3 separate regions of the Rattus norvegicus genome follow, and all the other regions are linked to region 3. Evidence: chromatin contacts called from public Hi-C data. All regions are on one chromosome and are shown on one strand. Each heading gives the region's core, a stretch centred on a gene start, on an enhancer-like site or on the middle of the called end of the contact. The rest is flanking DNA. Distances are from core to core; before and after follow the strand shown.

Region 1 (4,372 bases), core at 1,356-3,855, 160 kb before region 3:
GCTTTACCACTGCTCAGGGGGCCCCCCCGACAGTAGGGTAATGGAGGTTTCTTCCAGGAAGAAGGTATGTTCTAGAACCCCTTCCTCCTGTTGAGTCCCAACCCCTTCCCACAGCATTATACATCCACAGACAACGGCATCTCCTAGAGAAAAGTATGATGTGACAGACATCAGGGATGAATGAGTGGAGAGACTGCAGTGTACAGCAGCTCCTGCCTCAAGCTAGCTGCATTTAGATTTCATTTTATACATTTTCCCCATTGGACAAGAGCTACTATCAAATCACAAGGAAGGAGGACCAGGGTTTATTTATTTGGAGTTAGTTGTTTTCTTGAGACAGGTTCTCACTAGGTAAACCTGGCAGGGCCAGGAACTCACTACGTACACGAGGGTGGTCTTGAACTCAAAAGTCTTGCCTTCCTCGGCCTCCTGTGTGCTAGAATTAAAGGTGCATGTCCCAACGCCTGACCTTAAAATACCTTAGCTTGAACATTGGAAAGCAAAAGTAATTATATGAATCTGCACACGTAAGCTAGGTGGAACAGAACATGACTTGTGACTAAGAATCACCCACATGTGTGTGCGGCACCTGTATTCAAATAAGAAATCGTGAGTAAGACGGAGTGACATAGAAAGGCTCCCGATTGTCCCTGATCCATCCAAAGGCAAGGCTCCTCGGATTCTCTCGGTGGACTGTCCTGAGAGACTGGGAAGCACTCTGTGTCCCTGTGTGAGGAGTTGGAATCTGGTAGAGGACATATATAAATGTAAACACCGCCTTTAAAAATAAAGATGTCAAGGGTTGGGGATTTAGCTCAGTGGTAGAGCGCTTGCCTAGCAAACGCAAGGCCCTGGGTTCGGTCCCCAGCTCCGAAAAATAAAAAAAATAGAAAAAAGAAAAAGAAAAGATGTCACTGCAACTGTGACCAGAGAGCATGCTGGGAGTAGCTGAGGGGCACACTCCATGCAGGACCCTAAGGATGTCTCTGGTGCCCACCATACCCTGCCCTGCGTTGCCAGTGGCACTGCGGTCTACCTGCCAGGTCAAAGTAGATAGAACAACTTTGCTCATTTCTGCAATCTAGGCTCCCGGCTCTACTTGGACAGAGCTCAGGAGGACTGTGGGACTATGGGAAATAGATCAATGATAAAGGGCAGAGGACACGGGGCTTTTTACTCCAGAAGTGAGTTAAGTCCTCAATATATAAAAGAGAAGAGTAGGAAACCCCAAGAATAGGCCTTGAAGGTCCAAGGTCCCCTGAACAGTCATTTCCCTCTGTCCCCTTTGTCCTGGGGACGAGACATCACATGTGAGGTATTTCAAGAAGGAAATGCCCAGGGTAAGGGGAAAGGATGTCATTGCTTCCTTCTGGGTCACAATGTAAGGGTTTCATGTTTGTCTTCCCCTCTAGACTGAGCTCCTGATGTGTGGGGTGAGTGGGCTTCTCCATCTGTGTCTAGGACACCCAGACAGCACCTAAGTACCCTCGGCAGCCTGAGGCACCTATTGGATGAATGAAGGAGTGAGGGAGAGAGATTTGCTGTCAGGACATTCCTACCCCTGGACCTTTCCCTGAGGACATGAGAATGAAAGTCTGGGCCTCTGTTCACTGAGCTTCTAGCATGTTCCAGGCCCAGCTGTTGCTTTCACCAAGGTCACGTGTCCTAGCAATAACCATGCTGGCATTTTAATCCACTCTGCACGGTGCATAGTTTGACTTGGGGAGCTTATTTTTCCCTTTAAAAGAAACTTAAAAGTTGACTGGGCTCCTAGGTGCGCAGCCAAGGGAAATGAGAACACGAAACCACATGAAGACTTGAACATGAACGGTCATGGTGACATGATTCATCGGAGCTCAAGTGGAAAGAGCCCGGAGGCAGCATCAGTCAGAGAGGAACAGTGTGTGCACAGCCATGTAATAGGATATTACCATTCTATCACAAATAATGATTGTTAATAAAGCATCCACACATACTACAGCATGTATGAACCTTGGACAAGAGAGAGATTTGAGGAAACCCACCCCTGAAGACCCCATATTATGAAAGCTTATTTCTATGAAATGTCCTGGATAGGCAAGCCCCAGAGAGGGAGGGTAGATTCCCACTGCCTAAGGCCAGGAGAGGGATGTGGGCAGGGGCTGTGTAGGAGGAGCGTAGCGATCGCCAATAGACCGGCCAGTACAGCTGTGAATACATGGAAACCCACTGAACCTTGCGTTCTACATGGGCGAATGATGTGGCATGTGAATTTTTTCAATGAAGCTGTTATAAAACCCAAAAGAAAGAAATTAGAGAATTCCCCCTTTCCAAGGAGGCGCCCACAGAGAGGCTGGTTTCACAATCCAGTGGTGGCTCTGGTTTGCCAATGGCATTTCTGTTTTTCAACAGTCTTGAGCCTATTCTGCGAGGCAGCTTTTCTCAAGACTCATGCTGGACCCTAGAAGCCCCATATTGCTGGCTGATGCCTGTCTCCAGTCTGGGTGACCCTGTCCGTTGCCCTTTGCCCCCTTGTCCATGCCAGCCATGGCCCCTCCCCCAGCCCCTCTCTGCTCAGGAAAGCCAGCTCCAAATGCCTGGGCTGCCTCAGGAACCTAGTGACGTGGGCCTGTTGTGGTGTGTTTGGGCACAGACGCCTTCGCTGCCAGCGTTGCCAGGCACAGAGGGTGACTAACCCAGCCAGTTGTGTTCAGGTTTCAGTGCCAACCCAGGAGCAGGGGGAGCTGAGGCCTTCAGCTGCTCAGGGACGATGGGCTTGCTATACCTGGGCTACACTTACACACACCAGCAAGCATCCTCAGCCTCCTCATTGCCAGACATCCAATGACGAAGAAGTGCCCAAAAGAGTTCTTGGGAAGGTAGAAAACAAAACAAAACGACTCAAAAAATGTAGGAACCCCAGACAAATAAACATCAAAGTCACTGTTACTGCCCACTGGCTGCACCACTGTGGCTACACACACAGGCCCAGTCAACTGTAGATTTTTTAAACTGTGTCTGAGTCAAGCAGGTAGCCCATACCTGCGATACTAGCACTGGGGAGGTAGAGGCAGGAAGATGACAAGTTTGAGGCTAGCCTGGACTACAAGAGTGAGAGAGGCTGCCTCCGAAAATAATTACGTCTATACTGAAAACATGTGTCTTTCTTACCATCATTCCGTCATCGATACAGTGTGGTATCTGCCACACATGTGCAGTGAGTTAGGGGTGGTGTGTCTTGCAGAGCTGGTTTAAAGAATAGAGGAGGGTTGCTCAGGCTCTATGGAGACACTGTGCTGCATGGGTCGACTTGATCTCTGTACAGTCCTAGGATGATTCTCCTGCCCCCATCCCCAAAGCATCTGAACTCAGAACTTCCAGCCTAGCTAAGGTCTAGGGAGAGGGTGGTGTCTGGAATGGGCCTGGAAGAGAACCAGTGATGGTGGCCAGCTAGAGGCAAGGAAGACCACCAGAGCAGAGCAGGCTGGGATTCAGCCTCGGGGGAGCATCTTCAGGAACGGCCGGGTCTTCTTGAGCTTCTGTGTACAGAAGCCTTAGGGAGTCACAGGTGGGCAGCAGGGTCTGCTCTAGCTTCTCTTTCTCAAAGCTCTGGCTGCTGGATAGAGAAGAGACAAGTCGAGGGGAGCAGGAGAGGCATCCATCCTCTTACTGCAGGAGGGCACTGGCTGGCAGGAAAGTCCCTCTCTCCTAGCAAAAGGACAGTGGATACTGTGGCTGTTGGCACTTGACACTTGCATTTAAATCAAGTGCTAAACATTTCCGACGATTTTTACCATTGTGATTCATTCAAAGCTTAAGGAAACAAGCCCAGGGGCTGGAGAGAGGGCTCTGCAGGTCACACACACACACACACACACACACACACACACACACACACACACACACACACACACACACACACACGGCACCTCACAGCCATCTGGTAGACCCGGCACACTCTTCTGATCTGTGTTGGCACCAGGCATACATGTGGTGCACATACACACATGCAGAGGAAACACTCAATAATGTAAAAATCAAATAAGTAAATCAATATTTCTCTCCCTCTCCCTCTCCTCCTCCCTCCCCCACCTCCATCTCTCTTATAAAAGTGTGAACGGAAAGAAATTATCCCAGCCAAAGGCCAGGATTTAATTAACAGTTCTTTTGCTTTTTATCATTGTTGTCGTCGTCGTCGTTGTTATTGTTGTCATCGTTGCTGCTGCTGCTGCTGCTGCTGCTGCTGCTGCTGCTGCTGCTGCTGCTGCTGATGTTCACAGTAGTATAAAACGTAACTGATGTAAAATGTTGGTGGAGGGGGCTGAAGAGATGGCTCAGCGGTTAAGAGCACTGACTGCTCTTCCTGAGGTCCTGAGTTCAAGTCCCAGCAACC
Region 2 (4,516 bases), core at 1,346-3,845, 140 kb before region 3:
AAGTGGACATGGGTAGATGGATCGTGTCCTCATGACCACGAGGGCTGACCTGTGGGAATAGGAACAGCCCAGGCGGAACATGGTGAGCGATATCTCAGGGTTACTGATGGGAAGTAGAGAAAATATCTTAGAGGGTTCATATCTGCCCAGCTCTCATGCTTTAAGGATTATTATAATTATAAAGGTTTTGTGCCTTTGAGAATTAAATGATCCAAAGTGGAATAGAAACCCCCAAATAATATTTATCACAACATTCTGGTGCCCAACATAGGACAAAAGTAACCAAAAGTTTAAAAAAAAAAGTAAGGAAGGTGAAGAAAAACGTTTGCAGGGACAGGAACTGGGGCAGAGACCAGCTTCACTTCCAGCTGGGTGTTTACAGTTGGGCTGAACAACCCAGGAAACAGCTCAGGTTACTTCCGCAACTCAGGCAAGGTCAAGGGTAGCCATGCCACGCCACGCCACACAGGCCATTTTAGAAGTGATAGGATTGGTTTATTTGGGATTTTTATGTTTTGAAGATAGCCCCGTCTCAGTTTGCTGTTGAATTAAGTATGTCATGAGCCTCTGTCGTCCCAGGCAGGATGCCCTGCAGACAGAGCCTGGCTTAGGGGCAAATCCCAGGTGTGCATTTGGAATTGCTGGGTTTGGGCACCTCTTAGGCGCGTGACTATTTCTAGGGAGCTACTGGTACTTTCGTCTACATCTAGACAAACACCTAGAACAGAGGTTAAAGTTGGAGACTGTCAGTGTGCCTTCCTATACTCTATCTTTTTCTCACCGGCCATTAACAACAGGACCGGTCAAAGGGGCTAATGTGTGACACTCTCCACAAGTCCACGTCTGCTTAGCACCCACCCGAAGCGAATCCCTGGCGACTCTCCTATAGAGATACCAGGACTGAGACCTTGAGGAAAGACGTGTTCCATGGTCAGTCAGATACCAGCTGGTAGATCAATTCCAGAATTCCTTCTCATTTCTTAATCCTTTGAAAGCTTAAGGAGAACCATCAGTACTAGTACGTACTTACTGAAGGGATGAATGAATGACTGATGCCTGTTGTCGTGGTGATTTATAATCCCATCTTTACGGTGTGGTCCAGAGCACAGCAAGGACAGGCCTGGGAGTTGGGGGCAGGTGGTACCTTCCTTCCATAGACTCTTTAGGGAAGCCCATTCTCAGGAGGATCAAAACATAGCCATCACACCAATTCACTTTTCAAAGGTCCCCTCGCTGGGCCATCTTTAGAAACACCTGCCTTCTAAGTTGTACTTTCTGAGACCAGCCTGAAGGAAGCCCAGGACTTCAAGGTTCCTGGCCTTGAGGATGGAGGGGAGTTAGACCTAGGAGTCGAACAGGAAAGGAAGCTGGGTGACACTTCAGGTGCTTCTTACGGATGAGGAAACTGTCTCTGAGCGGGCCTAGGTCAGTGGGGCAGGGCGGGGTGATCTCAGAGCAAGGCCACTTCTTCTGGCAAAGCTGAGTGACAGGCATTATGTGAATGCAGGCTGGCGTCACGACAGCAGCAGGACAGCTCACCCCTGCTTCCCTCTGCCAGGGCACTCTGCTCAGGGAGGGGCATCAATGCTGTGACAGAATGGGGACCAGCTGACTCACAAGCTCGATAATGTGCTTTTTCATTAAGTTAAGCCATGAATCAAAACCACCTTTAGAGTAAGAGGCAATTGGACCACATTAAAGATGGGGAAACTGGGGGCTGGGGATTTAGCTCAGTGGTAGAGCGCTTACCTAGGAAGCGCAAGGCCCTGGGTTCGGTCCCCAGCTCCGAAAAAAAAGAACCAAAAAAAAAAAAAGATGGAGAAACTGAGACTTCAAGAGTTTGACAAGCCACTGTCAAAATCTGGGACTCAAACACGGGTCTGACTGACTCAAGTGTACTATGCCCTGTCCACTAAGGGACCATTCAAGCCTCAGGTTTTGCTGCCCTCTGGGCTGAAACCCTTTTCCCAGCTCACCATTCAGGTCTCGATGTGGCTGGTGACCCCTCTGAGTAACCCGTGCCTGACTAACCAGGCTGACTAGCCTGGAATATTCTCTATTACTAACCCACCTTCATGGTTCCATCCATATCCCACAGTCTTATTTACACACATTCCGGTTTGCGGGCCCCTTACCAGCGAGTGCTTTGTCTTTCCCCAAACAGAGGGCATGGAGTCATGGATACTTATTGCCTGGTTGATCAATGAAGGAGGCGAGGAAGGAGTGGGACTGGCTCTTAGTTTTAGAAACTCATTAGAAGATGGGGGTTTTAAGGTACTTTCCTGAACAGAACTTCTATGCAATACAACACTCAAGGCCAATACCTTGAGGACCCTTTGTTCTTCGGAGAACAAACCCAGCGCTGAGCTGACACACAGGAGGGAGCCCAGGCTGCACTCAACCAGACTGTTCTTGAACAAACTTGCCCAGCACAGCACCAGGAAAAAAAAAAGTCCCCAGAGGTGGGCAGCCCTCCTACCAGCTACCCAGAATGCAGCCTTTGGAGACAAACAGCCCCAGGTGACTGGGATCCACCCCGCTAGGGGGTGTGGGAAAGCCAGCTCCAACACGGCAGGCGGCAGGCGGGGCCAGCCGGCTGACAGTGTTTGCCTCTGTATACAGCAACAGAAACCAAGCAGCCAGAACTTCTCAGAGGCACCCCGCCCCCCACTTCGTTTTAATCTCCCAAACTGACTTGTCAGCATCAGGAAGTGACATGACAGCTTTCCTCACAAAAGGGAAACTCCTCAGTGTTACCATGGGGATGGAGGCCATTGCGGGATCACAGATTTATATAATCTTAAAGGTGTAGGCACCATGATGTCATTCTGGATAAGCTGAGATGGGAGGCGGGGGGGGGGGGGGGGGGAATGGATGCCAGAGACTGCTAGTGCAAAACAGGAGAGCTGCAAAGAGTTGCAAAGTCCCCGGAAAGTAAGGAGAGGATGTTGAGGAGGCGGTGGGGGCTGAAGTCTCATCCGATGGATGCCTGGAAACTACAGGAGAGCACAGGACCGTCATCTATGCCTTTTCCACAGCCTGGAATTAAAGAGCCAGGATGAAACCGGCTCTTCAGATCCAGGGCAAACCGGTCATTTCACAGGGTGGGAAAACTAGACCTCACTGGGGATGAGGGGATCCAATTGTTGCACCACAGCTCAGTCAATATGCCAATCACTGAAGCAGCTTTTATTGCCTTTGTTACACAGAGGAGGAAACTGAGGCCTTGAGGGGTAGAGCATTCCTACCCAAAAGGTCTGGCATAGTGGGGAACACAGCTGGCTAGAAAACATGGGTTTAGCTGCTCCCTCGAGCTATCTTGGATCAAGCTTCACTGCGACTCCAGTCTCTGCAAGACCACCTAATAACTGGGACACTGATTCAGCTGCCCTGTCTCTTCCTCAGGAAAACAGACATGATGTTAGAGATCGTGAACACAGGCAAAACCCTCAACGGACCCCAGAACTCAGTGGCAGCCCCTTAACTTGTGACAGCTGTGACTGTCACAAGAGTCTTAAACGTTGTTGTGTCTCTGCCAATTGTCTCTGGGAAACAAACGTCTTAACAGTCTCTTTTAATCCTGAGATGCTGACTTCCGTCTCAAGCATGATGTTTTCTGGAGCGTCTAAGCAAAGGTGACCCATGAGAGGGACTGCTCCTGGTCTGGGCTGTGAAGAGACACAACTGTTTTCACTGGCGGCTCCCCGAGGCTGCCTCTGTACTTTTCCGTTGACTAGCTCACACTTGAGATTAATTTGGGTTTAACCAGTGACTGCCAAGTCAAAAAAGCAGAGGCCCAGGCCCACGGGAAAGGCAGTCCCCGCATCTGCCACGGAATAGTGACCCCGTGGTACCTTTCCACGAAGGGGACAACTCGCAAAGGCAAATATCTAGGCTTGATAAAAAAACAACAACAACAACAACAACAAAAAACGCTGTTTGTTTTGAAAAGCATTCATCCACTCACCCCAAACCCAGCCAAGGATATGAGCTTGCCAGCCCTGGACAAGTTCTTCTGTCTTAGAACACAAGGATCTTCAGACCTGGATGTCACGTGGCAGGGGAGTGGGGGAGGTCAAGGGCAGATTCTGTGTCAAGACTTGAACAATGGGGCTGGGTGAGGACCATGGCACCAGTCGAGGTCGCTTCCTTTTCCACTTCACACGGCACTTAGTCCACAGAAGAGCAGGCACTCAGGGGCCTGTAACCTGAGAGCAGGCACCCAAGGGCATGGCACCCAAGAGCAGGCAACCAGAGACTGGGGACCCAATGTCTTTGCTGTTATTTCATTTGATATTGCAGATCGGGTTGTGGCTCGGTAGTGAACTATACCTTCTCAGCGTTAGTCTGCTGACACTAGTGAAAATCAGTTTTCCCTACAGCAAGTGTGACTTAATTGCTGTCTCTTTAACACAGTCTCGGAGAGCAGCAAGCGACCTGAAGGAGACAGCTGCCAAAAAAAACGACGTTTCTATGCAGAAGTCCGTGTGCAAACCCTCCAAAAACTAGCAGAGGG
Region 3 (4,466 bases), core at 1,580-4,079:
CCAGGCTCAGCCCTTTGCAGGGTCCACTTATTAGGCCCACTTTGGGCCTTTCTCCAAATCCATGTTGGTTATCTCTCCTCCCAGAAGCCCTTGTTAACTGGGCCCAATGGCTGGATTGCCCTTCATGACCAGATAATCCCTGGTCAGTCCCCACAAGCAAGGCCAGGCTTAAAGGTGACAGCCTCCAAGGGACAGTTCCTCACTGTGCTTCTCTGCAGGTCCAGAATGTTCATGGAGCCTTCAATGCTCTCGGGGGAGCAGACAGACTCACCTCCAACCGTGAGTATCTTAGCACGGAGTAACCCCCCTCCCTTGCAGAGGTCCCCACCCAGCAGGTGGCATTGGACTAGGGAAGCCAGAGGGGCAGAAGTCAGGTGCTAACTGTAAGCCAAGGTCATAGCCTCACACCATTCCCTTCCCACAGCTACCCTGCGAGGTACACAGACTCATTGCTGTCTTTTGGAAGGGAAAAGGGTAGCCTGTCCCTAGGGAAGGTAGATTTTAGCCCTGGACTATTGCAAGCTCTGACAACTCCTGTCACTGTACTAATCGCTGTTTGGCCATTGTCCTGAGTGGAGGCAGTCACCTGGATCCTATAAAGCATTAACAGAACCAGAGTCCACTCTGTGAGAACCAACTCCATAAGTGGCCAGTGGGAGAAACCGGCTGGCTCCTCCCCTCCTGCTCAAACCCTTCCTGTCAGCCACTGGTTCCTTAGAGAGTGCTGAATCTCTACTCAGGGCCAAAGAGCACATACTCGTACCTCCATTCTTGCACATGCCCACAGCATGTGTGTGCATACACACACACAGTATGCTGAGGAAACTAATGTTCACTGGATCACTTTGAAGAAGCATTCGTGTTAGCCCTAGATGTGGTAGGGACCTGCATCTTGGAATGTGGGCAGCTGCTGGTCATGATGGCTCAGGACCGACTGTTTGGCAGTCAGTCAGACACTGAATGCATATTGATTAAGCACGGTACCAAGTTCTAGACACAGGGGTGTGAGTGAATGAAGCCAGCAACCCCTTCAGGCCTCCTTTCTGCTCTAACTTGGAAAGGTGTTCACAATACCTGGTCCTGAGGCAGACCCCCTGTGATTCTGTGAGGTCATCCGTCTGGCATGTTTCTACTGAGGTAGAGATGTGAACTGGTTCTCGGTACACAGTAGACATGAGGATGGCTCTCCCTCTCTTTTTGTCATTGTTCATTTGTGACTACCAATGTTTTTTATAAATAACAACAAATTTTAGAGTTGTGATTTTTGCTAAGACCTTCCTTTCCTCAGGTTTTATCCTCGGATAGTGGGAATTTGAGACACGTACTTCGAGGTGATCTTTGGTCTCCTAGCTTTGGTATAGATGTGAGCCCATCTCCAGGGAAGAGAACCAGGATCAGCCTTTAATCCCATGTGACTGTAGAGCTCAGAACTCTGAGAGCCATTGTGGGCGTGAACAGGAGGTGTTAGGTCCCCCTGGGCTTAGCTTAAAGGCTACAGGGCTCTCCCCAGTTTTCCTCCATTCCAGGAGTGCCGCCCTTTCCTGAGGAGACAGCAGGGTCAGAACTAGTCAGGGCTGGAATATTCTCTCCATGCTCACCACTCTGACACAGGAATCTAAATCTAAATCTGATCTGCAGAGACCGGGATTAGAACCCACAAGACTAAATCCCCATGTTCTTTTAGCTCCGTGGTTCCTAGTCCAAGGTTCTAGAAGGAATAAGAGGGACCTCAGTCCTTGTGTGGGAGGCTGAGGCCACTCTTGTTCCAATTGGCTCATGCTTATCAGTAGCTGATTGATCCATTCACCCTTTTTCCAGTTCCTTCATTCAGCAGGATGCCACCGTCTGCCCTGTCCCAGGCTCCATGCTGGATCTGGGGACAGGGGGTAAGACTCAGCATCTTCCCGCCATCCAGGCTGGGTGGAGATAGGTGGGGGTAGCACTGGGTAAAAGGGTTGTGTTAAAATATTACAGGGCTGAAGGATCAGCAGTTTATTGAGAAAGAGGAAAGACATGGACCAGATTTTGTTGTTTGCTTTTACAGCACTGGGACTGAGGCCAAGGCCATGTTTATGCCAGGCAGGTGCCTGGCCACTGAGCTAGGACCCCAGCCCTCAGGGATCGATCAGTTCTTACCTAGTTCTTTCTGGGGCATTCTTTTCATTTTTCTTCCTAAAGCCCAGAGCCAAGATTATTTTAAAAGTAAAAAGCTTGCAGACAACACCCACAATGAAATGATGGGGCCTTTCTCGAATCCCTCCTGTCTTCCTGGAAAATTTCATGGGGCAGAGGTGGTGGTGTGTGGGTGGGGTGGGGGAGATATCATTTTACCAGTCTCTCTAGTCTAGGTAAGGAAGAAACAGAAGCTGCTTCACTTCCTGGAGATCTTTCTAGATAATTCTTTGTGTCCACATATTAAAGAGGATGCTCTCCCTGGCCCCTAATTTACGGGAGCAGGCTGATCCTTGACTTGGATCTCAGAGAAAATGCCTTCTCGGCACCCCTCATTAATGGCTGCCCCATCTGTAAGTGTGTGGCTCAGAGTCTTATATATTATGAAATGCAGATCTAACGATTCTGGCAAGTGGCATTCCAAAGAGAAAGAGGGGAGAGGACCCTGCAGTGCCAAGAGGACTTGAACTTGGGGTTACAGGCAGAACCACCTGCTAGGTGGTGACACTCCCCCCCCCGTTTCATCTTTCCTTGTGCTCCCTGCAGCCCTGGCCTCCCACGATTACATCTTGAAGATCGTGCCCACGGTGTATGAGGACAAGAGTGGCAAGCAGCGCTACTCCTACCAGTACACCGTGGCCAACAAGGTGAGTGGGCCCTGAACGGGCTGAGCATTGCAATTGCGCCCTCTGCTGGCCGAGGGCATAGGCGATGCCCCACACTTCTGCTGAAAGGAATTTCACAGGAGTGGGGCAGGGAGTAGGCCGTCCTACCAGGCTCATTCTCTACTCTAGGTAACGATGAAATACCAGTTCTTGCCGTGGTAGTGGCCTCGAGGTCCAGGTAAGAAACTCTAACAAGGAGATAAGGTCCGTTTGAAATAGGCAGAGGACCGTCCCTAAACATCCCAGCTCTGTTATCTTCTGGTCCCAGTTTCTTCAGGCTCCTATTGATCAGCACACGGTAGATACTTCGAATCAGGCAGGGAATCCAATCGGGATTGACTGAGGATGTTCCAGGACCCCAACACTTCAAGAGACACACAGGTCTTACGGGAAGCCAAGGGACATCCAAGCCAGTGAAATGAGAAGGCACAGCAGTCGGTGACTTGGGCCTCTCCCGAAACCATGGCTTGTGCCAGTGGAACACAAATGCTTGGAGTATGTTCCCCTGTTTACCACGAGACTCCTGCTTCTGCTGTCGCAGGGCCACCCAGACCCCCTCAGTATTTGATGGGTGTTTAGCTCAGTTTGCTATCATCATAGTTGAGGTGGGCATTGTTGTATCGAGTACTTAGGAGCTAGACACGTCCAGCTCCCTGCCTCCATCACCACTGTCAGTCACCATGGCTGCCCTGGTATGGGAGCAGCTGTCCTGCCCATTTTACGCATTGGTCACCGAGGGACAGGCACTCGCAGAGCTGTACAGTTGCAGTCTAGGGATTGGAACCAGGTTCCTCTGGGGTTCCAGAGCCCCCCGATCGCTCACCCACTCAGTCTGAATAGACGTTGCCCAGGCCTGCCCACTTGGGGAGCCTCTTGATGATGGGTCCCTGTGCTCTGATTCCCTTTGATCCATAACTCTCTCCGGGAAGTCTTACTGCTTACATTTACTATTTTGGACGGTGTCTGTCCTACTTTCCCGAAACATAATAAAATCCTAAGAGTAGGTAAATAAGGAATAGAAGTTGACTTATCTCATGGGTGGGGAAAGAGGAAGTCAAAGAGATTGACCCCAGCCTGTGGTAAGCCTCACTGTGCTATCCAGTGGAGGGCAGGGCAGGTCCTACAAGCTTAGGACCACCTTTCTCTTCTTACAGGAGAGTCAATGCTACTGTTGCCACTTACCCTCATGGCCTCGTCTAACTCACCTCCCATTACCACCTCCAGTTACCACCAATGAGTACTTACGGGTTCAGTCCCTTGATGTACAAAAAGGAACTGTGTAAATTTAGATGGAGAATAGCCGTGGTACACCTGCCTTACATGCAGGGCTCTGGGCTCGGGCTCAGCCCCAGCACTGCAGCAAATGCATGTGGCTTTTTGGGCAGCATATTTAAACCACTGTATTCATTATAACCCCGCACCCCCAGTGCTGCCACACATAAGCAGGAAGTAGGGGGGCCCTGGACCACACAGCCCCATCCCAGCTCAGTCATATGTCCTTGTTTGTAATATGTCCATGGTAGTTACTTCACAAGATTGCTGTCAAATGAAGCAATGTTTTCAGAAAGCGCTTGGCCCACTAAGAAGGCTGGTGCCTACTGCTGCTAGATGTGTCTGCTGCAGGCTTCT

The links. Hi-C and Micro-C count contacts between places; a contact is called where the count stands out from the background.
Region 1: a contact with region 3 is called in a Hi-C map of liver, with 2.4 times the contacts expected there. The contact joins two enhancer-like sites. A contact is called at or near these places in 8 of 12 Hi-C or Micro-C datasets (the A7r5 cell line, Schwann cells, hepatocytes and 4 more) and 1 of 1 datasets of contacts at active chromatin or transcription factors (oligodendrocytes).
Region 2: a Hi-C map of liver shows a contact between it and region 3, with 4 times the contacts expected there. The contact joins two enhancer-like sites. A contact is called at or near these places in 7 of 12 Hi-C or Micro-C datasets (the A7r5 cell line, Schwann cells, frontal cortex and 3 more).

What each region holds. Positions count from the first base shown.
Region 1 is chr10:17,208,379-17,212,750 of GRCr8, reverse strand. No RefSeq gene overlaps it. Among named protein-coding and RNA genes, the nearest start is that of Dusp1, 26 kb to the right of the region's middle. Within about 2 kb of position 2,605, at least 14 of the 93 cell types and tissues checked have an H3K27ac peak or open chromatin away from gene starts, as enhancers often do. A contact at or near this core is called in liver, where this site is marked.
Region 2 is chr10:17,188,285-17,192,800 of GRCr8, reverse strand. No RefSeq gene overlaps it. Among named protein-coding and RNA genes, the nearest start is that of Dusp1, 5.7 kb to the right of the region's middle. Within about 2 kb of position 2,595, at least 65 of the 93 cell types and tissues checked have an H3K27ac peak or open chromatin away from gene starts, as enhancers often do. A contact at or near this core is called in liver, where this site is marked.
Region 3 is chr10:17,051,879-17,056,344 of GRCr8, reverse strand. It overlaps Ergic1 (endoplasmic reticulum-golgi intermediate compartment 1), which reads left to right. Exons shown (of 10, transcript NM_001398572.1): 7 at 219-279; 8 at 2,719-2,819. Among named protein-coding and RNA genes, the nearest start is that of Rpl26l1, 25 kb to the right of the region's middle. Within about 2 kb of position 2,829, at least 3 of the 93 cell types and tissues checked have an H3K27ac peak or open chromatin away from gene starts, as enhancers often do. A contact at or near this core is called in liver, where this site is marked.